Regions from separate parts of the Mus musculus genome. Here regions 1, 2, 4, 5 and 6 are each linked to region 3. A link is a contact called in public promoter capture Hi-C data. All regions are on one chromosome and are shown on one strand. The core of a region is the stretch at or near the end of the contact, and the rest is flanking DNA. Distances in the headings are between cores, read along the strand shown. Region 1 holds the start of Tyw3 (tRNA-yW synthesizing protein 3 homolog (S. cerevisiae)). Region 2 holds the start of Asb17 (ankyrin repeat and SOCS box-containing 17). Region 3 holds the start of Pigk (phosphatidylinositol glycan anchor biosynthesis, class K). Region 4 holds the start of Acadm (acyl-Coenzyme A dehydrogenase, medium chain). Region 5 holds the start of St6galnac3 (ST6 (alpha-N-acetyl-neuraminyl-2,3-beta-galactosyl-1,3)-N-acetylgalactosaminide alpha-2,6-sialyltransferase 3). Region 6 holds the start of 5730460C07Rik (RIKEN cDNA 5730460C07 gene).

Evidence for each region. Promoter capture Hi-C pulls out the DNA fragments that hold promoters and counts their contacts.
Region 1: a contact with region 3 is called in a promoter capture Hi-C map of pre-B cells, with 2.6 times the contacts expected there. The contact joins the promoter of Tyw3 here to the promoter of Pigk in region 3. A contact is called at or near these places in 5 of 39 promoter capture datasets (the C10 cell line, the HPC-7 cell line, embryonic stem cells and 2 more), 1 of 484 Hi-C or Micro-C datasets (CD4 T cells) and 2 of 9 other capture datasets (adipose tissue and liver).
Region 2: a contact with region 3 is called in a promoter capture Hi-C map of hippocampal neurons, with 5 times the contacts expected there. The contact joins the promoter of Asb17 here to the promoter of Pigk in region 3. A contact is called at or near these places in 4 of 39 promoter capture datasets (hematopoietic stem and progenitor cells, hippocampal neurons, liver and 1 more), 1 of 484 Hi-C or Micro-C datasets (bone marrow-derived macrophages) and 1 of 115 datasets of contacts at active chromatin or transcription factors (embryonic stem cells).
Region 4: a contact with region 3 is called in a promoter capture Hi-C map of pre-B cells. The contact joins the promoter of Acadm here to the promoter of Pigk in region 3. A contact is called at or near these places in 12 of 39 promoter capture datasets (the C10 cell line, the HPC-7 cell line, HPC-7-derived erythroid cells and 7 more), 2 of 484 Hi-C or Micro-C datasets (B cells and regulatory T cells), 1 of 115 datasets of contacts at active chromatin or transcription factors (pro-B cells) and 3 of 9 other capture datasets (adipose tissue, embryonic stem cells and liver).
Region 5: a promoter capture Hi-C map of pre-B cells shows a contact between it and region 3, with 4 times the contacts expected there. The contact joins the promoter of St6galnac3 here to the promoter of Pigk in region 3. A contact is called at or near these places in 2 of 39 promoter capture datasets (hippocampal neurons and pre-B cells), 2 of 115 datasets of contacts at active chromatin or transcription factors (astrocytes and stem cell-derived neural progenitor cells) and 2 of 9 other capture datasets (embryonic stem cells and liver).
Region 6: a contact with region 3 is called in a promoter capture Hi-C map of hippocampal neurons, with 5 times the contacts expected there. The contact joins the promoter of 5730460C07Rik here to the promoter of Pigk in region 3. A contact is called at or near these places in 9 of 39 promoter capture datasets (cranial neural crest, embryonic stem cells, hippocampal neurons and 4 more) and 1 of 9 other capture datasets (embryonic stem cells).

Annotation. Positions count from the first base shown.
Region 1 is chr3:154,595,781-154,599,194 of GRCm38.p6, forward strand. It overlaps Tyw3 (tRNA-yW synthesizing protein 3 homolog (S. cerevisiae)), which reads right to left and starts at 1,318. Exons shown (of 6, transcript NM_172474.5): 1 at 1,073-1,318. The coding sequence starts at 1,246. Cryz (crystallin, zeta) reads left to right here and starts at 931. Exons shown (of 9, transcript NM_009968.4): 1 at 931-1,504.
Region 2 is chr3:153,842,288-153,845,756 of GRCm38.p6, forward strand. Asb17 (ankyrin repeat and SOCS box-containing 17) reads left to right here and starts at 1,960. Exons shown (of 3, transcript NM_025758.4): 1 at 1,960-2,446. The coding sequence starts at 2,046.
Region 3 is chr3:152,712,172-152,715,628 of GRCm38.p6, forward strand. Pigk (phosphatidylinositol glycan anchor biosynthesis, class K) reads left to right here and starts at 1,929. Exons shown (of 11, transcript NM_025662.5): 1 at 1,929-2,056. The coding sequence starts at 1,964.
Region 4 is chr3:153,942,532-153,946,371 of GRCm38.p6, forward strand. Acadm (acyl-Coenzyme A dehydrogenase, medium chain) reads right to left here and starts at 2,112. Exons shown (of 12, transcript NM_007382.5): 1 at 1,865-2,112. The coding sequence starts at 1,894.
Region 5 is chr3:153,723,248-153,726,560 of GRCm38.p6, forward strand. St6galnac3 (ST6 (alpha-N-acetyl-neuraminyl-2,3-beta-galactosyl-1,3)-N-acetylgalactosaminide alpha-2,6-sialyltransferase 3) reads right to left here and starts at 1,886. Exons shown (of 5, transcript NM_011372.2): 1 at 1,798-1,886. The coding sequence starts at 1,815.
Region 6 is chr3:153,790,514-153,794,117 of GRCm38.p6, forward strand. It overlaps 5730460C07Rik (RIKEN cDNA 5730460C07 gene), which reads right to left and starts at 1,574. Exons shown (of 3, transcript NR_045801.1): 1 at 1,369-1,574; 2 at 777-922; 3 at 1-273.

The DNA of each region.
Region 1 (3,414 bases), core at 68-2,567, 1.9 Mb after region 3:
GTTTTAGAAGGTTTAAAAAAAAAAAAAAACAAAAGGTAGGGAGGAGGCTGGAAGTTTCACTCAGTGGTAGAGTGTTTGCTGAGCATGATCGAGACCCTAAGTTCGGTTCTCAGTACTCTGCCACTCCTAAATGAAGAACAGGAACAAGACAAAGACAAGTAACTAAAGAAAATAGTTCAATCTTGGCAGTTGGTTAAAATGAGGAAAGGATTGCAGGTTACAGAACAATATAAATTTGGATTTTCTAAAGTAAATTCTGCTTAAAAATGAAAATATATAAAATATATATCATATTCTATTATGATTATATTTTGTATAATCATAATTATAATATGTTTTCATTATAGATATTTTACACATAGTATATACATATATATTTATACATTTATAAATATATTATACATATATGTGTATGCATCCCTCATATGCATATACATATGAATGTGTTGTGAAACATGGCTTGGAGAAGAGACAACAGTGTTTTGGAGACTCGTCTGAATAAACCCAGGCAGGGCAGTTGTAGAAGAGGTGTGGGCAGCTAGCTTGTGAGCAAGAGTGTCCATGAACAGAACGGGAGTGGTGGAAGCAATATAAACATGAACAGACCTCGATAATCTGGGACTTCAGTACGTGAAGAACCAAGCGGAACCTAGCGACTTTTAACCAGCAATATGGGGCCAGGCACGATGAGAAATGTTGGAAATAAATTACCCTATTTCACGTGTTGTCTAGTTATCCTGTGTTGTGGGACAGGAAGAGGATGAGAGCGTGCAGCCAGGGGCTTTGACCATGTATCTACAGTACTGTTTCATTTAGAGCTAAAATGCCCAGGGCTGTAATAATGACACCGGCCACCAGGGGGCAGCGACCCCTTAACCTTCGGGCGCCCATCTCATAGCGACAGTGATTGGGTTAGCGCGGCTCGAGGGCGAGCGTGACCGAAGGGACTTGGAGACTCGAGCTCCTCCAGCGCTCTGTAAATCCAATCCCCAGCCTTCGCCACTTAAGCTAGCTCCACCATCACCCGGAGGACGCATTAGCATTGCACAGCCTCCCCCGGCCCGGGCCTCACCCCGTCCAGAAGGAGGATGCGCCCTGCGCAGGAGCTGGTGGTGAAAAACTCTTCCCGCGAGTTCAGGAGCTCCACCACCTCCACCGCGTCCTCGTCCACACTGCCCTTGCGGCTAAGGTCCGCCTTGCTCAGACTCTGCGCCTTCCACCGGCCGAACTCCGCGCTACGGTCCATGAGCGAGCGAGCGAGCTGGGGTCGGCTTTCTGCTCTGGAATGCGCCTTCTTCTCCATGGGCGCAGCCATATTGCCGCCACGGTGGCCGGAGAGGACCAAAGTTCCCCATTGGCGCAACCAGGAGCAAGACGTGCGCCGCCAGACCGTACAGGCGTAAACCGAGAGGGGGAGCCTAGCGAAGTTAGGGAAAGCCAGCCCACCTCTTTCCCCACAGACCTTCTGGAGCTTAGGAGGTTTTGTTTCCTACTCTAGAGGAGGGTAAGTCACCCAGGACCGCAAGCAAGGTCCTACTCTTGTCTGCCGGGAGGCTTTTTTTTTTTTTTTTTTCTTTCTTTCAAGTTCTAGGCTCCAGGAGATCTATCTGCACTGGAGAACTGCACAGCAGGCGGCCGGTGGTTCCGACTGGGGTAGCTGCCTACTGATGCCTGGGGATTTCTGCCGCCACCCAGGCACTCGCGCCCCAACTCCGGGTTCACAACTTCCCAGGTGCAGGTAGAGGAGGTCTGTGTTCTGTCCTCCGGTGTGTATGCAGTGGGCGTTGTTATTCCTATTTTTAGACATAGTGGCACCCACCTACAGTAGTCTTCAAAAGAAAGAAGAGAGACCTAGAGAGAGTCAGAGACAGAGGGACACAGAGAGGGACAGAGTTAGAAAAACCTAATACATTGTTAACTACATCTTGCGCATTTACAGTTCCCAGAGTTCCTGCCTCAGTCTTGTGACCAGAAAAGACCTGTTAATGATTGAAAGTGCAGAGGCCACTGTGTGGACTTCGTGTCCACCTCGAGCCCCTGAAGCCACCATAACTCCCCGCTGGCTCCTGCCCTAGGAAATGCAGCTTGTAGCAAGCAGCATTCTGTCACACTGAAGCGGGGCCTGCCCTGTCCATGAGATGCTGCAGGGGTACAGAGTGATCAGTGTGAAAGCAAGACCGTGACAACATCATATAGCCAGAAGACTTGGACTGGATACTTTAATTTTCATCATTTATTCGTGTTTCCAAGTTAATAGTAAGCCACAAGCTTCCATGAGCCATTCTGGAACAGTGGCAGTACATTTTATAACTATGAGGCCTCTTTTTTAGTCTTCATTTAAAACTCTCTCTAGAAATCAATTTTATTTTATTTTGCTCTTTTTTCCACACCGTGTGTATTCCTGGTGCACTCAAAGGACAGAAGAGGGTATTAGATCTCCTGGGACTGGAGTTAGAATAGGTTTCGAGCCTGAGTCACCAAGTTGGTGCTGGAAAGCCAAATGAAGCCCTCAGCAAGAGGATAACAAGTGTTCCTTGCCGCTAGCCCTAACCTTGGCCCTCTGCACTTCATTAGTAATATGTCTTTCCTCTTGAGTTTGAGAGTTGACTCACTAACTCTATGTTAAGATATACATACGTCTAACATATCCCCTACCCATTTAACTTTCATTTAAACCAATGAATGAGTTTCAATCAGTCTAGAGGAGGAATTTTTAACTGTGTATGTCCTAGAAATAAAAAGTAAAATAAAAATAAAACAAGGTACTATAAACAGTTTTCACAACATATATATGATAGATAGAAAAGCCCATTTAAACCATAGCATAGTTAACAAACCAAAGAAACTAGGCATGATGGTGCATATACTAGGAAAGCTGAGGCAGGGGAGTTATCCAGAGCTCCAGACCAACCTGGACTACAGTGTGAGATGCTCCAAAGTGGCAGAAAGCTCCTCCTTGTCCAGTGTGAGACCATGAGTAACAATAAAGCTTACATTGTTGCAGCCAATCCCCACAGGTAGCCTAGACTAGACAACCTATACCATCAGGGTAGATTAGCTTTCCCTGTAGAACCATGTCTTTTATGTTTCTACTGTATTTCCCAATTTGTAGGCATTTGAAGAATACCCAAGTAGACGCCTTTATTAGATAATATATGCCCCAGCCTATAGCTTGGTGACATTTCATACCCAATTGCTCATACATTCCAGAATTCATTTCAGAGGCATGAAGGACAATCGATGCCAACATTTCCAAAAGTGAAGTTGGAAGATTCTAAGTTAAGGAAATAAAATCAGCCAACATTTAAGGCACTGAACTTGGGTTCTAGCCCTGCTGTGACCTCTGTGACCTGCCAGGGTTTCTGAACCTCTTCTAACAAAGGCAAAGGTCGTCTCCTTCATAAAAGGAAGGCT
Region 2 (3,469 bases), core at 710-3,209, 1.1 Mb after region 3:
GCAAAGTAAGGAATGTTCTAGCAATGGCTGTTTAACACTGCCTTGAAATTTCTACCCAGTAAGCAAGGCAGGAACCAGAAGTGGATATAAATCTTCCCTGACCTCAAAATGCCAAAATTATTTTTATTTTCAGATGACACTGTTTCTGGGGAAGATGCAAAAGAAGAAACTAGAAAAGAATATGGTTAATAAGAAAGCCTAGTAAGATTTCTGGTAATTAAATCCATACAAAGAATTCAAGTATTTTTTAACATTTCAACAGTGAACAGCTAGATATATGATGGAAAAATTCCATTCCAACTATTTACTAACCATATAAAGTACATAGAAACAAACAAATGTATGGAGAAATGTATCAAGGTTGTTGATGAAGGAAATCATGGAAACTCTGGGCTGGAGAGAGAGTTCAACAGGCTCTCTAATCATGAGGACAGGAGTCCAGATCTGAGGCAGGAGGATCACTGGAGCGCAGGGAGAGAGTACGCCTGAAAGGAACAGGCTCAGACTGGTAGACAAGGCCATTTGCCTTCTTCTGGCCTCTGCATATATGCACACACAGATACATAAGAAAATACATCCCTTTCAAAAAGGAAGTCATAACTGGCTGATCTGAAAGGGAGACTTAAATAATTGAATGTCCATCTTAAGTTTCTAGATAGAAACACTCAACATTTAAACATCTTTCAAAAGATATTAGTTCATACATCAAGTATGGTTATAGATGAATATGAAGATTCATCATGATATAAAAGTAATGATAAAAGGAGCCACATAATTGTGGCAGAACAAAACATTGGAAAACTTTGCAGAATTAAACCCAACTAAATATGTTCCAATTAATCCAACCCATCGATTTCCCTGTCTCTCAAAAGTCAATGATGCACTAAGACTTTTAAGTGGTAATTTCAATAACCTCATGGGTTGTGTTTTTAATGTTGATTTGCATCTTATTTTTGTATGTAAGCATGGTATCTCTGTACATGTGTGCATAAGTATGTATGTGTTTATGTGTGTGTGTATGTGTATCTGTGTGTGTGTAAATGTGTGTGTGTGTGTGTAAATGTGTGTGTATGTGTGTGTGTGTTTATATGCAGATCTCACTGTGTGCATGTGCTCAGAGGGTAACTTGCAGAAATCCATTTTTTCCTAACATCTGGGTTCTGGGATCCCACGCAGGTTTCTCGGCTTGACATCACACTTTTACTCACTAAGCTGTCTCACTGGCCCTGGGAGCTGTTATCTATTGTGTAATATGCTTCATCTAAGATATAGAAATGGGGTATGTCAGCAAAGTGACAGAATAGGAAGCCCCAGGTCTTCATCCTTACCAATGCCTGGACCAACTCTGTTCTCTGAAATACAGAAACCAGGGTTCTCCATTTAAACTATATGTCCAGCCTAGATTTGAAGTTTTAAAGGGCTAAAAAATTTAATCTATATCCTTATATTATGTAAGTAATTGCATTTCTAATGTACTTAATATCAAACCATGTGTTTATTTTTTAAATGATATTCCAATTATATACTTTCTGCCAGGCTTGCAGAAAAAACATTCCAAAACCACATTTCGAGATTTTATTTACGAGGGTGTCACGTGTGGGGATGGCAGACTCCCTCCTACACGGGAACGAACCAGTGAGGCCTAAGAGAAGGCAGCACTCACGCAGATCTCACGAGCTGTACCTGACTAGGGTCACATGACTAATCAATATTAATATGTAGTGTGATGTACACAGGGTGCTTCTCACACCTGAGAGACACACGGCATAGACAGAGTGGAATCTTTGTAAAGTTTCCTCTTAGCTCTCCTGCATGCCATTGCTATCCTTTAGGTTTTTCATATGTCACCAACTTCACAACCGCCTCAGGTTTCTGACCCGGGCTGATGACGGCTCTGCAGGTATTGTGATGTCACCCTGCTGCCTTCCCTCTGGCTGATGAGGGGCACGCCTGCGTCTGGAGTAGAGCCTCCCACATTATCAAGGCCTGTGACTGAGGAATGGCAGCATGACTGCCCACCGTGCTCTTCCTACCCTTAAGAAGCAATGAATAACTCTTCTAAATTATGCCGGAAGACGTCTTTTCCAAGAAGCAATATATTCTGTAACCTTGTTGACAAGATAGTTAAGCGGCCCTCTCTGCAGTTTCTGGGCCAATGGGGATACCACTGCTATGAACCCAGGATTTACAGAACCCTGGCAAAAATCCTGAGGTATGTTGACTTGGACGGCTTTGACATACTCCTCACGGACTATATTGCTTTTGTGGAAAAGTCAGGACACCGTTTTGAACTCAACTTTAACCTTGAGTTTACTGAAATATGCGTGAATACCATTCTGTACTGGGTTTTCGCCAGGAAAGGTAATCCTGACTTCGTGGAACTGCTTCTCAAGAAGACGAAGGACTATGTCCAAGACAGAAGCTGCAGCCTGGCGCTGATATGGAGGTAATCTCATGCTTTGTCCAGAGAGAGGTGTGTCTGGGAGAGGGCAGGGCTGTCTGCTTAGCTCAGCTTGTGAGGTGGGAATGTGTCATTGGGTTTTACCTGTAGTGCGCACTATCAAGTCATGCTGGATCTGCTCAAGGAAAGCAATGTTAGCAAACGCATGGAAAATTCCTTAAAAAGCAACAGACCTTGCCTTACGCCATACTGCGGCCACTTCTTTTGGTCTCCTGAGAGTGTACACTTGCAGTGTGCGTACGGTTCACTCAGAACATTCCTATCACGAGTGGTGCTCAGTCAACACAGCTACGTTGTGTCAGGTCTTAATAAATTTTATTTCAATTCTTCCACAACTGAGTTCAGTGAAAACCATGGTCCTTACAGGCCAACTTTTTACAGCCCGAACTTGTCAATCTGTCTGACAATGTCACGAAACTAAAAGCTCCAGGTGACTGTCTTATAGCTCAAGAGTTTGATCCAATGCTAATCAGTTCTCGGCCCGATCAGAACAGATGTGCATTGGCTCCTTCATTCAGGAAAATGTTTATGCATCACAATCTCTGCAGTGGCAGGAGCAGGTGTCAGCGACACACAAGGCCCAGGTCAGAGACCAGGCAGGGTGGGTTCTGCTGGGAGCAGCCCTGCATCCTGGCTGCATCACTCTGCCGCTCAGAGCATGCAGGACTGTGTTCCTGAATGATCATCCCAGCACATGAATGGGTAGCTGGGGTCTAGAAATAGTAAATAACTCCCTCCCCCCATAGGACTTGTGGTGGATTGAATATCCTTGGCCCATGGTAAGTGGCACTATTAGGAGATGTGGCCTTATTGGAGGAAGTGTGTCACTGTGTAGGCAGGCTTTGAGGACTCTTAGTGCTCAAGTTCCACCCAGTGTGGAAGAGAGCCTCCTCCTAACTGCCTACACAAGGCAGTTCCCCTTCTGTTGCCTTCGGATCAAGATGTAGAATCTCTCAGCTCTTTCTACAGCACCATATCTGCTTGGATGCTACAGTGCTTCCTGCCATG
Region 3 (3,457 bases), core at 679-3,178:
GGCTGTTCGCCACTGGCCCTCGTGGAAAAAGGGAGCAGAAGTGGGGGACCAGGGTTCAGAAAGCTAAGAATACCAATGCATTGACTTCTGGGATCAACTTCAGTGAGACAGTTCAACTTTATACGGGGCTGTATAGATCTTGGGGAGTGTGTGGGGACTTACAAGGTGGGTAAATGTTATTGGTGGGGGGGTAAGCCTGGGAATGCTTCATTTACATGAATTTCAAGAAGAACCTGCTGAGCAGGTTTCTCCTCAGAGATTTTGGAGGGTTACTGTGGATCCATCTCATATACAGTCACCAAACCCAGACACTACTGTGGATGCCAAGAAGTGCTTGTTGACAGGAGCCTGATATAACTGTCTCCTGAGAGGCACTGCCAGAGCCTGACAAATACAGAGGTGGGTGTTTGCAGCCAACCATTGGACTCATCATGGGGACCCCAATGGAGGAGTTAGAGAAAGGACTGAAGGAGCTGAAGGGGTTTGCAACCTGTAGGAAGAACAACAATATCAACCAACCAGACCCCCCAAAGCTCCCAGGGACTAAACCACCAATCAAAGAGTGCACATGGAGCGACCCATGGCTCCAGCTGCATATGCAGCAGAGGATAATTTTGTTGGGCATCAGTGGGAGACGAGGCCCTTGGTCCTGTGAAGGCTAGATGACTCAGTGTAGGGAAATGCTGTCAGTGTAGGTCAGTCTGTTGTAGTAGAAGCAGTGGGAGGGGTGATGGGATAGAGGGTTTCCAGAGGGGAAACATGGAAAGAGGATAACATTAAAAATGTAAATAAAATATCCAATTAAAAAAAAAGGGCTTTTGTGGGGAGTGAAGAGATAGCTCAGTGGTTAAGAGTACTGGCTGCTCTTGCAAAGGTCCTGGGTTTAGTTTTCAGAACCCACGTGGTGATTTAACAACCATCTCTGGTTCCAGAGGATCTGATGTCCACTTCTGACCTCTGCAGGCAATGCACACACATTGTGCTTAGGCATATATGTAGGAAAAATATCCATACACGTTACATAAAATCCAAAAACTAAAGTTGTTTTGTGTGTGTGTGTGTGTGAAACAAAAAGGACACAAAACACTTTCAAGCAAAACTGGCCATGGTAGCACGTGCTTTTAATGTCAGCACGTGGGAGACAGTGGTAGGCAGGTCTCTCTGTGAGTTCAAGGTAGCTTTAGGTCAGGCAGGGCTTCATAATGAGACCTTGTCTCAAAAAAAATTAAAAGAAATATTCAAAGAATAATTAAAATGGATGAGTAATAGTGTTACAACAAAAATTTTTTTCAAAATTAGAAAACAGAATGACCAGAAATACTGTATATTTTTTCCCTTCTGTATGGTGTCTGTGTGTACGTGTGTGTACGTGTGTGTACGTGTGTGTGTGTGTGTGTGTGTGTGTTTACAGGCCCACTTATGGAAGCCAGAAGCAGGTGTTGGGTGCCACCTCTTTCTGACTTGATCTCTTGAAGCAACATCCTTCACTGAACCCATTTTTTTTCCCCTGTAGGTTGGCAGTCATTAAACCCCAGTGATCATATTTCCATTTTGTCGTCCTTTAAGATTTAGAAATCTTGGACCACATAGCCAACTAACTGATAGCACCACACCAAAGGGAAACATCAAATATTGTGGATCCCCAAATTATCTTTTTAAAATTTCCTCCTTAAATATTGTGTCTATTTTACAAAACAAACCTAGAAACATAGCTGAGTAAGTAATTCTCCAATTAGGTTGCCCCGGCCACTCCAGAACCTGAATGGAGGAAGGTGTATGCGGTGGCAAACAAAACAAAACAACAAAATGAAGCAACAAAACAAAACAAAAACTAAAACAACTCAAGGCCACTACCATGGGAAGAACAAACCAAACCACACCCCCCCGTGCACGGCAGCGGCAGCGCTGCTTTACGGCACTCGCCCCGCCCCTTTGCTCTTCGGGGCGTGAGAAGCCGGCAAACATGGCGGCCCCCTGCTTCCTCACTCTGCGGGTGGCTACCCTGGCCGCCTTGGCGCTCTTGTCTCTCGGCAGCTCTGCCGCTGGACACATCGAGGTAGGCATCGGTGTCTGTTGAGGACCGACCCCAGGGAGGACCGTGTGACTGTGAGCGCCTCAGGTGCAGGACGCACGGCCCCTGAGGGCAGCCGCCTGCAGCGTCTTCCCTCCCCGGGCTGTGTTGTGGGATTCAGGACCGTCCGTCCTGAGGACAGGGACCGGACACAGCCTTTTAGAACGCCCTGTTAAGAGTGCGAAGCCAGCGGTGACGAGGGAGGAGGACCCGGTCCTCTGCTCCTGTGACAGGCAGGGCACGCGTGGGGACTGTCATGGCTTTGGTGTTTTGCTCCTCCGCCCTGACCTCCTCCTCCCTGAGGCTGCAGGACGTCTGGTTTCTTTACGATGCTGTTACCAGCGATTTCCCCAGCGACGCGACTTGGATTTCTAGCATTATTTTTTAGACCTGCTTGCCCGGGCGTCAGCACACACTGTAAAAACACCTCGTCCAAGTTTATCACCGAGGCTGCCCTAGTCTCCTAACTCAGCAGGGGCAGTTCTGGTTTAGTCTGTTCTCTGAGCTGAGGACGGAGTAACTTTTCAAATGCTGACCTGATCATGTCACTCAGGACCCCTTCTTGAAATCTCTTACACCTTCTTTAAATGTCTAGCTTTGTTAAGCTTTCAGTTTCACAAACCACTGGGACCCTTTTGCCATTGGCCCAATTTTTTTTTTTTTGGTCTGGAATTGTCTTTTCATCTTTTGGGTATTCGCCCAAAATGTCACTTCTGTAGGGAAACCTTCCCTTACAAAGTCATGTTCCCCTGTTACAATTACAGACCACATTTGGTGTCTTTATATATTGTGTGGTGAGTTCTTTGCTAACGTGTGTCTATTTAACTGGACAGTAATCTCTGATGAAGGCACGCACTGTGATCTGCTGTCATCCCCGACAGGATAGATGTCTAAGCATACAGTGAATCCGTAATTGTACATTGTAGTGCAGTGCATTTACATGTCCACCTGTATTAAACTCTGATGTGCTTGAGAGAAGATTGCATGCCTTTTGGTGATTTTCCTATCACCGTATTCCGTGGTGCTTGGCACGTAGAAGGTGCTCCGTTAACTAAATGTTGACTGATTAACGTTACATTGCTGCTACAGAGTTCTCAGTAAAGTTTCAATGGAGCAACAAGTTTGAGCCTAGAAAGGACGCTAGAGATTATTTAGGTCAAATCTCATTTTCTTTTGGAGAAATTCAAGCTTAAAGTGCAAACTGACTTGCCCCAGTGTCATGTACCGCTCAATTTTAGCTCAGGCCTTCCCATGCCTAAACCAGGGGTTATCCACAGTAGCACCCTGCTTGCTGCTTTGTTCAGTGTCTGGGCAGCTGTTAGAATGGTTTTGGGGGCTGAGGGTGGTTGTAGCAGTGGGTCTATTCTCACACTTGCCTGGAACTTT
Region 4 (3,840 bases), core at 862-3,361, 1.2 Mb after region 3:
CTCTCTCTCTCTCCCTCCCTTCCACCCTCCCTCCTTCCGTGTGTGTGTGTGTGTGTGTGTGTGTGTGTTCAAGTGCAGTTTTTGGTGGTGCTGTTTGTTTTGTTTTTGAGACAGGTCTCAATACGTAGCTGTGGCTGATTTGGAAATTTACTTTGTACACAAGGCTGGCCTTGAACTCCCAGAGAGCTCCCTAACTCTACCTTCATAAATGCAGGGTTAAAGGCTTGACCCACCACACCAGGCCCTAATAATTTGGTTTGTGTTCCTGTTAGGACAAGTTCTTTTGAAGTAGTTTAGGATAGCCCCCAAGCCCACCGTGGAATCCAGGCTAGCCTTGGGATCTCAATTCTTCTGCCTCTACTTCCGAGATTAAATGAAGACCACCACTCTACAAAACTGGTCAGCTGCATTTTATACAACTTAAGTGGCGGGCCCATTACTGGGCTCCTTATATACTGACATTAGTCATTCAATTAGAGTAGCTTAATGCACGCACGAGCCTGCTCATTGCTTGTGCAGAGAGGATGTGCAGGTCTGTGTGTGTCTGTGTGTGTGAACACACCTGTCTGTGTATGTGAGTGTGCACGTGTCTGTGTGTAGACAGCTTAGAAACAATAAAAAAAAGAACAGGGTTAAAAACTTAGCATTACAACATAGAGTTTAAGTTTTGCAAACACCCGTCTGGGAACAGTTCCAAACACACAATTTGTATTTACACCTGAAAATCAGGCTCACTAATCCTAGGAGATAACTGGAGATTATTAAAATAAGACAGCCAGGCTTGAAGGCAGAGGTGAAGCTGTGAGCGCCGCACCACCCTGGACTACAAAATGAGACCCAATATAAAGAACGACGACACTCTGAAACTCTAAAGTCAGAAGAGAATTGCGTTTATTATTCCTGGCTCTCTGCCAAAACCAAGGAATTCCAATATGGGAACACTACTAACTTTAGTCTTCAAGCCCGCAACTACAGCATAACTAAGTAACGAATTACTTAGAAATTTGACTCTTGGTTTTATCCCGGTGTGAAAAATAGGATAAAGGAATGCATTTTCTGTTTTGTTATGGTGTTAGACTTTCCCTCTCTTGTCCTTGGAGGCACCAAGAAACCTGTAGTTCTGTTGTCAGAATAAAAAATAACTTTAAAACCCTTCAATTTCTGCTTTCAGAACCTGTTGAGTTGTATAGTAATGGTGTTGTAAATTCTAAAACTACAGCTTTCGGTGCCAGAGGCAACTTCAGTCCAGTTTTAGGTGGTATAAATGGAGGTTTGTACGAACACATCGCTAATATAACAAACTAGTGGTTAAAACAGCTTAGGAGACAAAACTCTGCAGGGTACAACATTTAGAAAGCAAGCTTCATGAAAATTCTTCGGTAGGCTTGTCTCCCTTTTGTTTTTTGGAAGGGTGCCTGTACATCACAAAACCACAGGCGTCCTAACCCTGTTGGTGCGAGCGGAGCGGCCCACTTCCCTTTCCTTCGTGTTGTGCCTGTGTTCTGTGCACACCCAGGATCAACCTGTTTGGATCCTAACACTTGTTCACGCCCGTGGCTACAGAACCACACACTGATGCCTTCCTGGGGTGGGACTACAGTCAAAGTTTTTTGGAAGTGATCGCCTCTGCCACAGCAGGGTTCTGACACCGGGTTCCCTTCAAGAAGCGTGGGTGACTGGAGAGAAGTGGCTGAGCCCATTGACCCAGAATGAAGCAGGTCCGCAGGGCCACGCCTGCAGGGGTCAGAGCCCGGAGATCAGTGAGGGAGGGCGGCAGGCAGCGCGGGGGGACGCCCGCAGGCTCCCGCTTTCCCCCAGGCCGCGTAGGGCCGACCCTCCCGATACCACCCGGTCACCCGCTCACCCTGCAGCCTCTGCGGAACGCCGCTGCCATGATGGCTCCTCGATCTGCTGCCTCCGACCACCTCCGTGCAGCAAGCAAAACGGACGGGGGTCCCGCCCCCAGGAGGCGTGGCTTGGAGGGAGGAGAGGGGCGGGCCTTAGACTCTAGGGGTGCGGAGGCGTGCGGGTCAAAGTCTGCAGACCTCGGGGGCGTGGCCTAGGGAGTCCCTTTACACACAGATGAGGTCTGAGCTCTCAGACTGACTTCGGCTGAGAGACAGAGGGATGACGGGTCCAAGCAGAAGACCTTGGGCGTGGTCTTTGCAGGCTCAAGGGGTGTGGCCTGGGAGGCGGGGCTAGATGAGGGAGGGTCTCGGGTCCGGACCTGGGCCAGAAGAGGGAGTGGCCTGAAGGCCCTCTGCGCATGCGTCCTGCTCCCGACCTTGCCCGAGCCTAAACTTCTGTGCTTGGCCCGGAGAAGAAGACTGTGTGCCCAGTGTCACCGGAGCCCGAAGGTCACGTTCTTTCCAGAGGGCTGCCCGGGAGAGCTGGACCCGAATCTAGGCCAGAGGGCGCAGCCAGACGTTTCTAGCAGTCAGCTGTGACCTTTACTTGGAGAGTCAGATTCTTTATGGCTCCGGTATTCACTGGAACAACAAATTCTGGGCTAGATCGATAGGTAGTCTGTACTCCTTAAAATTTAAATAGGAAATTAGCTGCATGTGTAGCCAGGGCGACTAAGACATCTCAGTGCCAGGAGACTGAGAAGGAAGATCACTGCGAGTTTGAGGCCAGCGAGAGCCAAGTAGCAAAACCTAAACAAACCAAAGCACAATAGTGTTTATTTCATCTATTTTTCTGAACGTTTTCAAGGCTACTTATTATCCACTTATATAGATGTGGGAAGCATCCTTGGGAACCCAAGCTGAGCCTATCCAAAAGCTCCCCAGACAGTGAACATTGGGAGTGAAATTTTGCTCATGAGTTTGTAAACTTTGCTTAAATTCCCATTGTCTTCCAGTTAGACCTTGTGTCTGAGATGGTAGCTGTGGTGTTATAAAGATGAGAGATTATAAAACTTCTTAGTGTTGGGTACCTTAGTTGCCAAAGATTAAGCTGTCAATAGTCCTCTTGCTCTCTGCTTCAAGGAACTGGGAGACAGGAGCTTATTTTTGAGACTAATGAACAATGAAAAATTCTCATCTTCTCTCTGTCTTACCTGTAGCATTGTCAGGCACACCAAAGCCTAGAAAAGGTATGTGGATTCCATTGTGAGATAAATGCTCAGATCTATAAGATTAATCTTTCAACATCAACAATCTTTCCTGAAACATAGTTTCTAATGGTTGTAAGGGAACATTCCAGAAAAAGGTATCTTCCTTTGAATGGCCTGCTAGTCTGATGAGCTGTTTAAACCTCTGATTGTGGAATGTTCCAGGTCCACAAACAACATTATCTGTGCCATTTTTAGCCTCCTTGGCAGCCATTTATTGCCTTCCTTTATGTGTAAGCTAACAGCTTTGTGACCATTAGGTACATTCTTTAGAATATTCAGGCACACACCTACCTCCCACCAACCAGATGGCAAATGTTGTCAGATAGCATTGGAAGCCTATGGCTTTTTTTTTTTTTCTGTAACATTTCTACTAAAGTATTTGAAAAGTACTTTGATGTAAATATGACCTTCTTTGCTCTGTTTCCATTAAGCATCTTGATATTGCTACTTCATTGGAACAGAGACTTTGGGGTAGCCTGGAGAGATGCTTTGAGAGCGTGTCTCTCTGTCTCTGGTACAGTGTGTTTGCTTCACCTCACATTCACTCTCAAACAGGAATAACAAGGGTTAGCGATCTTACAATATTTGACTGACTGTATAGCATTAAGGAGTTGGACCCAAAGTTAAGAGAACAGATGCAAATGAAGGTAGCAGACTTTTATCCTTCTCAGCAATCTTTGAGCCCAAGTGAAGAGTTGGAGCTTTTTTTTGGGGTGGGGGGG
Region 5 (3,313 bases), core at 636-3,135, 1.0 Mb after region 3:
ACTCTTTCCCTTAAAAGTGGAGTTGCAAACAAGCACTGTGGCCCTTCAGGGCTTACGAGGGAGCCAAAGTTATATCCTATGGAAAGACTGGGGGTTCAGAATGATGTAACTAACTCATCATTACTAAACATCAGGAAAGCAGTGGCTTTACACACCTGTATCCCTAAGTCCTTCTTGCCCCATCTCCGTAGCAACCTGACAGACTTTGTGTGACTATTTTGATCTTATGTTGAACAACTTAGTATTCAGAGTCGTGTAACTTGTCCAAGGCCACACAGGTGACCGGAGGCGGAGCCAGAATTCTGATGAATTTGCTTAATCTTTATTCATCTTGATTCATGGTTAGGGTTTGAAGGCAAGTAAGGAGGGGCTCCTCTGTGTGAGGGATGACAGGTGAGATCTATGTGTGCCCTTGGATCTGCACTAGAGATGCCTCGAGGGATCTGGGGATATAGCCCTGTGACCAGACAGGACCTTGGCATTTGTAAAAGTCCAATCAGCAGCACCACTCCAGAGCAAGCACACTCACACAGACAGAAGATGCATGACAGGGGAAAAACCAATAGAGGAAGACATGACCAACAACAGGACATGGCAGGCGCCTTGATTTCCTTTTAGCAAATGACACAAATAAATAGAGACGATGTGGTGACCTAGTTCCAGTTCCTGTGAGTTCAAGTTGCATTCTGTGATACCAATGGATTATTTCCTCCTAACTTTGCCACCCTTGGGGAAAAAAAAAGAAAAGAAAAGGCGTGGAAAGTGTTCCAAAACAAACGGCAAGCTCAGGAAAGTCACAATAAGGGTCTGCTGCCTCGCTTCATGAGAGGGAAGGATGACTGGTACAACTTCAACAGCAGCCCAAGACTATATTAAGTGCTACGACACACAAGACTGTTCTGTGTGGCCCTTGGTCACACAGCACCTTCTCGGGGCTGGAAACCGAACACCTTAGTTTTCTCTCCGGGATGGGAAACCTTCATGCTGCTCAAGTTTGGATCCACGGAGTCAGACTGGGCAACTGAATAAGGACAGCGAGGAAAAACCAGAACAGGCTAGGGAGTGAACTTTCTCGGTGAGTTGGAAACAAGTCTTCCCAGAAAAGGTCCTCACCAAGTAGGTCCACGCAAAGCCTTCAAGCCTGTGGCTAAGGAGTCACTAAGAACATGGAATGTACCAAGGCTTGAAAGAACTCAGCAAAATAGGGCTGGACTCTGGGTAGATACTGTCTGTTCACATGTGAGCCTAAGGAAGTCCAACATTCTACCTATGTCCATCTAATGAACTTTTCCAACTTAAGTCCCGGCACCTGGAGCTAGTTCCCCAGAAAACTCATCCCTACAGGGCTACCTGTAGACCTAGAAGTTTATGTGTTCCCGGGAGCAAAGGCTGCGGGCTCTCTGCACCCTCTCCTCCTCCTCTCAAACGCTGTGCCCCTCACCCATGCTGGGCCACTCCTTTTCAGCCCATGGCCCCCCACAGGCCGCGGGCTGCCCTGACCCAAGTCTCGGAGCACCCTCTGCTCCGCCTGCTATACCCATCATTCGGCACGCCGCCGCGCGCTCCCTGCCCAGCTCCTTCCAGACAGGAGCCAGCCGGCAGCAGTGCAGGCAAGGAGTCTGTGCCCAACGCACATTACATAGTCTCCCACCCAGATGCCTTGGCCAAAGGAACAAAAAGGAAGCCGACGCCAGGAAGAGACGGGCGGGCTGAGGATGCGGCGGGACCGCGGCGGGCTCCACGCCTCGGCGCACCCAGCAGGCGGAGCTCGCATGCGGCCCACCGCCGAGCTGTTACCTTGAGGATGCAGGCCATGGCGCTATGGATCGACCCTGTGGCTCGCTGCACCTCGGCCCCGCAGCTGGACCACTCCAGCCCACATTCCCGCAGAGCGAGCCGGGCCGCGGGAGCTGCGCGCTCAGGCCCCACCCCCGAGCCCCGCCACTGGCTGGCGCCACACGAGGCCCCGCCCCTAGTCACGTGCCCTCCGTGCAGCCCGCAACTGCTTGCTACTCCACCGCTGCTACTACTTCACCTTTTTTTCCAAACCCTTCTGCAGATGGAGGTATGTAAAGCCCGGCTTGCAGCAGACCCAGATCTGCTTAACCTGAGGACAGAAGGTGGCCCTTCCAGCTGCACTCGCCCATCAGAGAACCCACAGATGTGCCACTTTCCAAAAAGTTAGCTTTGTTTGGCACCATTCCGATGCAGGCATGGGGCCCATCACAGGATTCTTCGAAAGCAGCTGGAAGTGCCCAGGGCTAGCCCTTGGGCACTGCAGAATTCTGTGGTGTGCGTCTCTTGTTATGATTGATCGTCTGTCAACCTGAAAACACAAACAACTAGAGATGCTGAAAGATTGAACACTCTTGGTCTTCAAAAAAGAAGCCACAATCTTCACACAATGTGACATTGTGCACAGCATGTGTAGCATATGGGCACATAAACATATGCAGCTGTGACTGTTGTATTCTGTTGCAAGTTCGTAAAATGCTTATGTACACAATGTATAAAGATAATGTTCATGTGTGTACACCTATGTACAGAGTATGATGCACAGGACTTTGCTACTCACTACTACTATCTTGGAATTTAGAGAACTCAGTTAAAATTTCAACAACCAAGTTACATATTAGCTTTTCCTCTTAAGTCTGGACATCTAGGAAGGTCCTGACCTCCACCATGAACTGTCCTGTGTTAAAGAGCAGTGCAGATTTACCCAAGAGGTGACATGGGCAAACTGGAACCTGGTCCTCTCTGGGTCCTTAATGGACTCTGTGTGTCCCAAACCAGACCTGCTAAGAGAACAATCATTTCTACAAGAAGAGGTTATGCCCAGAGAGAGGAAAGGTCTGTAGATACACAAATTCCTGCTGTCTAGAAGTCACACAAGTCTTTAAATTACTCCCCAAAACATCTACCTTAAAGTCATCTCCCTCGCAGATTAGCTGGCCTGCACAGCATCAGGGAAAGCATGTGATCTGAGAGTGACCGAGGGTCATGAGATGGCTCCCACACCAACAGACAGGAATTGCTCAGGACATTCAACAGGAGAAATCACAGGGAAGATACTGAAAAGACTAGAGTCCTATTCAAACTGCCTGTTCCCAGGCAAGCTCTGTCTGTCTCCAGGGTGACTAAACTCTTCTCTGTTGCCACTTCCTCCCACCCCTCCCTCTGCCTTCAAGGCACATGTATTTTATAAGTATGGTTTGGTAAAGATCGCATACTTCAAACTGCAGCTTTAATAAATGGTCTTAGCAGGTGTACTGGCTAGTTTCATGTCAACTTGACACAAACTAGACTCGCTGGA
Region 6 (3,604 bases), core at 324-2,823, 1.1 Mb after region 3:
TCAGCAGGACTCATGGGGCTCTCAGAGACTGAAGCAGCTATCACAGAGCCCGCATAGGTCTGAGCTATGTCCTCTGCATGTACGTTATGTTTGCAGCTTGGTTTCCGTGGGACTCCTAGCAGTGCGAGGGGGAACATCTCTGACTCTTCTGCCTGGTCTTGGGACATTTTCCTCCTGCTGGGTTGCCTCGTCCAGCCTTGATCTGAGGGCTTGTGCCTTGTCTTCTTGAATCTTGTTATCCTGGGTTCAGTTGATATCCTTGGGCGGCCTGCTCTTTTAGAGGGGAAAAGGAGAAGTGGGTCTAGGGAAGAGGGGAAGTGTGTGTGTGTGTGTGTGTGTGTGTGTGTGTGTGTGTGTGTGTGTTTGTAGGTGGGGGGGTCCTGGGAGGATGGAAGGAGGGGAAATTGTGGTTGGGATGTAATGTATAAGAGAAGAATAAATAAAAAATAAACCTCAACAATCGTATTGCAAGAATATTAATATGAAAAACGGAAATGGAAGGCCATGGAATAATCATTATCATGACATCTTTTGCAGAAGCCAATCACTGATGCAGTTTTGATGTTGAACATCAGGGAAAGGGTTGTTAAATTGTCTGGAGAAGAGCTGGCTTTCCTGTGCTTGCAAAGTGGAAGGGAGTTCTCCTTCCCTCCCCTTCACTTCCCTTCCCCCTCCCCCTCCCCACCTTCACAACACTGTACTCCAGTGTCCCAGGTCAAGCGCCTGAGGTGAAGGTTATTCTGCGGCTGGCCACACTCACCCACAATGCTCCTTACCACAGTGACAGTGTCAAAATCATTTTCCTAGGGAAGCACAGCACTGGTGTTTGGGCTACACGCGGCTTTAGACACAGGGGAGTCTATGCTTTCCAGTGGGTGGTGCCTCCGCTCACACTATCTCTCCCTGGATGAGCAAAGCTGACCTGTGGGATCAGAATGGATGTGGGTACCTGACCCACAGAGCCAACCAAAGCCGTCTCCACCCTTTACTTCCAGGTCCCTTGATTCATATCATCATATGCATCCTGTTTTTGCTCCTTCATTGCTCTATGACTGAGTTATTCTAAAGATACAAGTTCTCCCGTCCTCTAAGCTGGCTTTGAGCTCATTATATATCTGAGGACAGTCTTGAACTTTTGATCCTCCTGTATCTGCCTCCTGAGTGCTGGTTTGCACAGCTACACCCATGTGTGTGGTGCTAGGGATGGAAGCTAGGAGCTCTGTGCAAAACAGGCAAGTACTCTATCAACTGGGACAAGCCCTATCCTCCACCCCCACCACACGCCCACTCCACCCCACCCCTGTCATATCTTTTCTCCCTTGTTTTGCTGTCTGAATTGTGGCGTTTCGTGCATAAGCCTGATAATACCTGCTCCAAGACGCAATGTGCTCACTCACAGCAATCTCCAGATCTTTCCACGGTGCTCAGTGTGGGTATGAAGCATGGCAGAGGAGCTCTGTAGTGATCTGATCATCCCAGCTTATGCCTGGTGACTAATGTCTATGTCCTTTGTGTAGAGCTGTAACACTCGAAGACTGTAAAGCTCAACCAACTCCATTTTTGAAGAAACTCCATTGTGTGCAAGACCAGGGGCTAAACTCCAGTTCCAGGAAGGAAACTACAAAGTCCACTTGAGCGAACATCTCATGTCACCACCCCCACCCCGTGACAATAGCCAGTCAGGCTGCAATAGCAAAGTCAAGATAACCTAAGATGTCCTGCAGAGAGTAGATAACCTAGCCATCCTGATTGTCAGTTGTTCCCCCCACCCCATGTTCAGTTCCTGCCGATTACATCAGAAATGCAGTTTTTAAAACACTAACGTGCTGGACGGTATGGAAATTCCCCAAGCTTGATGTAACCACAATAAATACCCTTCTCCCCTAAACCTGGGGCTCTCCCTTCTGACCCACTGCTGCAGGGACAGTGAGAGTCCCTGCTGGAGAGCTTGTGATAGCCCCTTACGTGTACATCAGAATTGGCTCCTCGGTGGCCTTTGGGTCCCTTTTGCTTTAGGTTTGCAGGTCTCAGACAGGTCTAAGGATCCCTACAGGTCATCCGGATTCTCTCAAAGAGTCTATGAGATCAGCATTTAAATAAAATGTTATTATTACCCAAGTGTGAGCTGAGCAAGGATGACACCTATGAACAAGCCAAAAGTGCACGAGGTCTCAAGCCTACGTGAGGAACTGTGGGCAACCGAGGGAAGCTATAAGAGAGAGTGGTCTTCCCTAGGGAAGAGACACCAATGGGTTGTCTCATGCCAGATGGTAGCTCTGAAAATATACATACAAGTATATTATATACATACACACATATATAAAATATACATACAAGTATGGACCAAACAGTCATCTTTAGGAATATATGTATAGAACATATATGTACATGTGTATACATACATATTTACATACAATAATAATTAGTGAAAAAAGAAGCCATGAATTTGGGAGGGGTATGTGGGAGAGTTTAGAGGGAAGAAAGGGGAGAGATGTTGTAATTATATTAATAATCTTAATAACTAAAAACCTATCAGTTATCAGCTGTGAAGATCACTGTCAGTACAGTGCCGGCTGTGCAAACATGGGAACCTGAGTTTTGAGATGGGCATGAAGGCATGTCTGGAACCTCAGCATGGGAGGTAGAGACGGGGACATCCCGGGAGCTCACTAGACAGCCAGTCTGGCCAAAGTGATGAGTTCGATGAGTTCTGGGTGGCGGGGGGGGGGCGGGGAGAGAGATGGGGAGAGAGAGAGAGAGAGAGAGAGAGAGAGAGAGAGAGAGAGAGAGGGAGGGAGGGAGGGAGGGAGGGAGAGAGAGAGAGAGAGAGAGAGAGAGAGAGAGAGAGAGAGAGAGAGACTGTCTTTAAAAATTAGGTGAAGAGTGACTGAGGAAGATGTTCAAATACATGCAGGTGCCTCACCCCTGACTGCAGCGTGTTCATACGTGAGCACATGCGCACACGTGCAAAGTGCAGCTGTCAGTCATTACTGGGAGAAAGAACACAACCTCATTACTGCAGATTTCCAATGTTTCTAGCTTTTCTAATAAGGAGCTTCATACATCATACCACATATACCTGGGGGACTTCTGAATAGCAATCATAGAGGAATGAGACTCTTTTGTTAAATATTTGTTCCAGATCCAAGTAAGTGTGTCATGGACTGAATACAGGAGGACCAAGTCCTTAAACTCCTCCACCCCTGACTGGGGAGACAGCTCTGTGGAAACCCACGAGTGACCATTTGAAAGTAAGGGGCTCTGCGTGCTGCAGGCCTGGGGGCGGGGTTCTGAGTGACAGCTTTGCAATCCAGAAAGGCCCAGGTGGCTTCCACACAGGTCTCTACTAATAAGAGTTAATAGGCCAAATTCCATGGGATGCAGCTACCTGCCTCTTTATAGCTGAAAAACTGTTAATTAAGTCAGAATAAAGGCCCTCTCAGGAACCACTGGGGGGCTTCAGAGAACTTCCCTGCAAAGGTTCCTATGACCCCAGATCACAGCAGTCACTTGAGAATGTGTCTGCCTTCCAGCACAGATGAGGCAGACAGAGCTCTGCCAGTCATCCTGTAAACTGCGAAGAGGGGATGGAAGACAGCAGGTC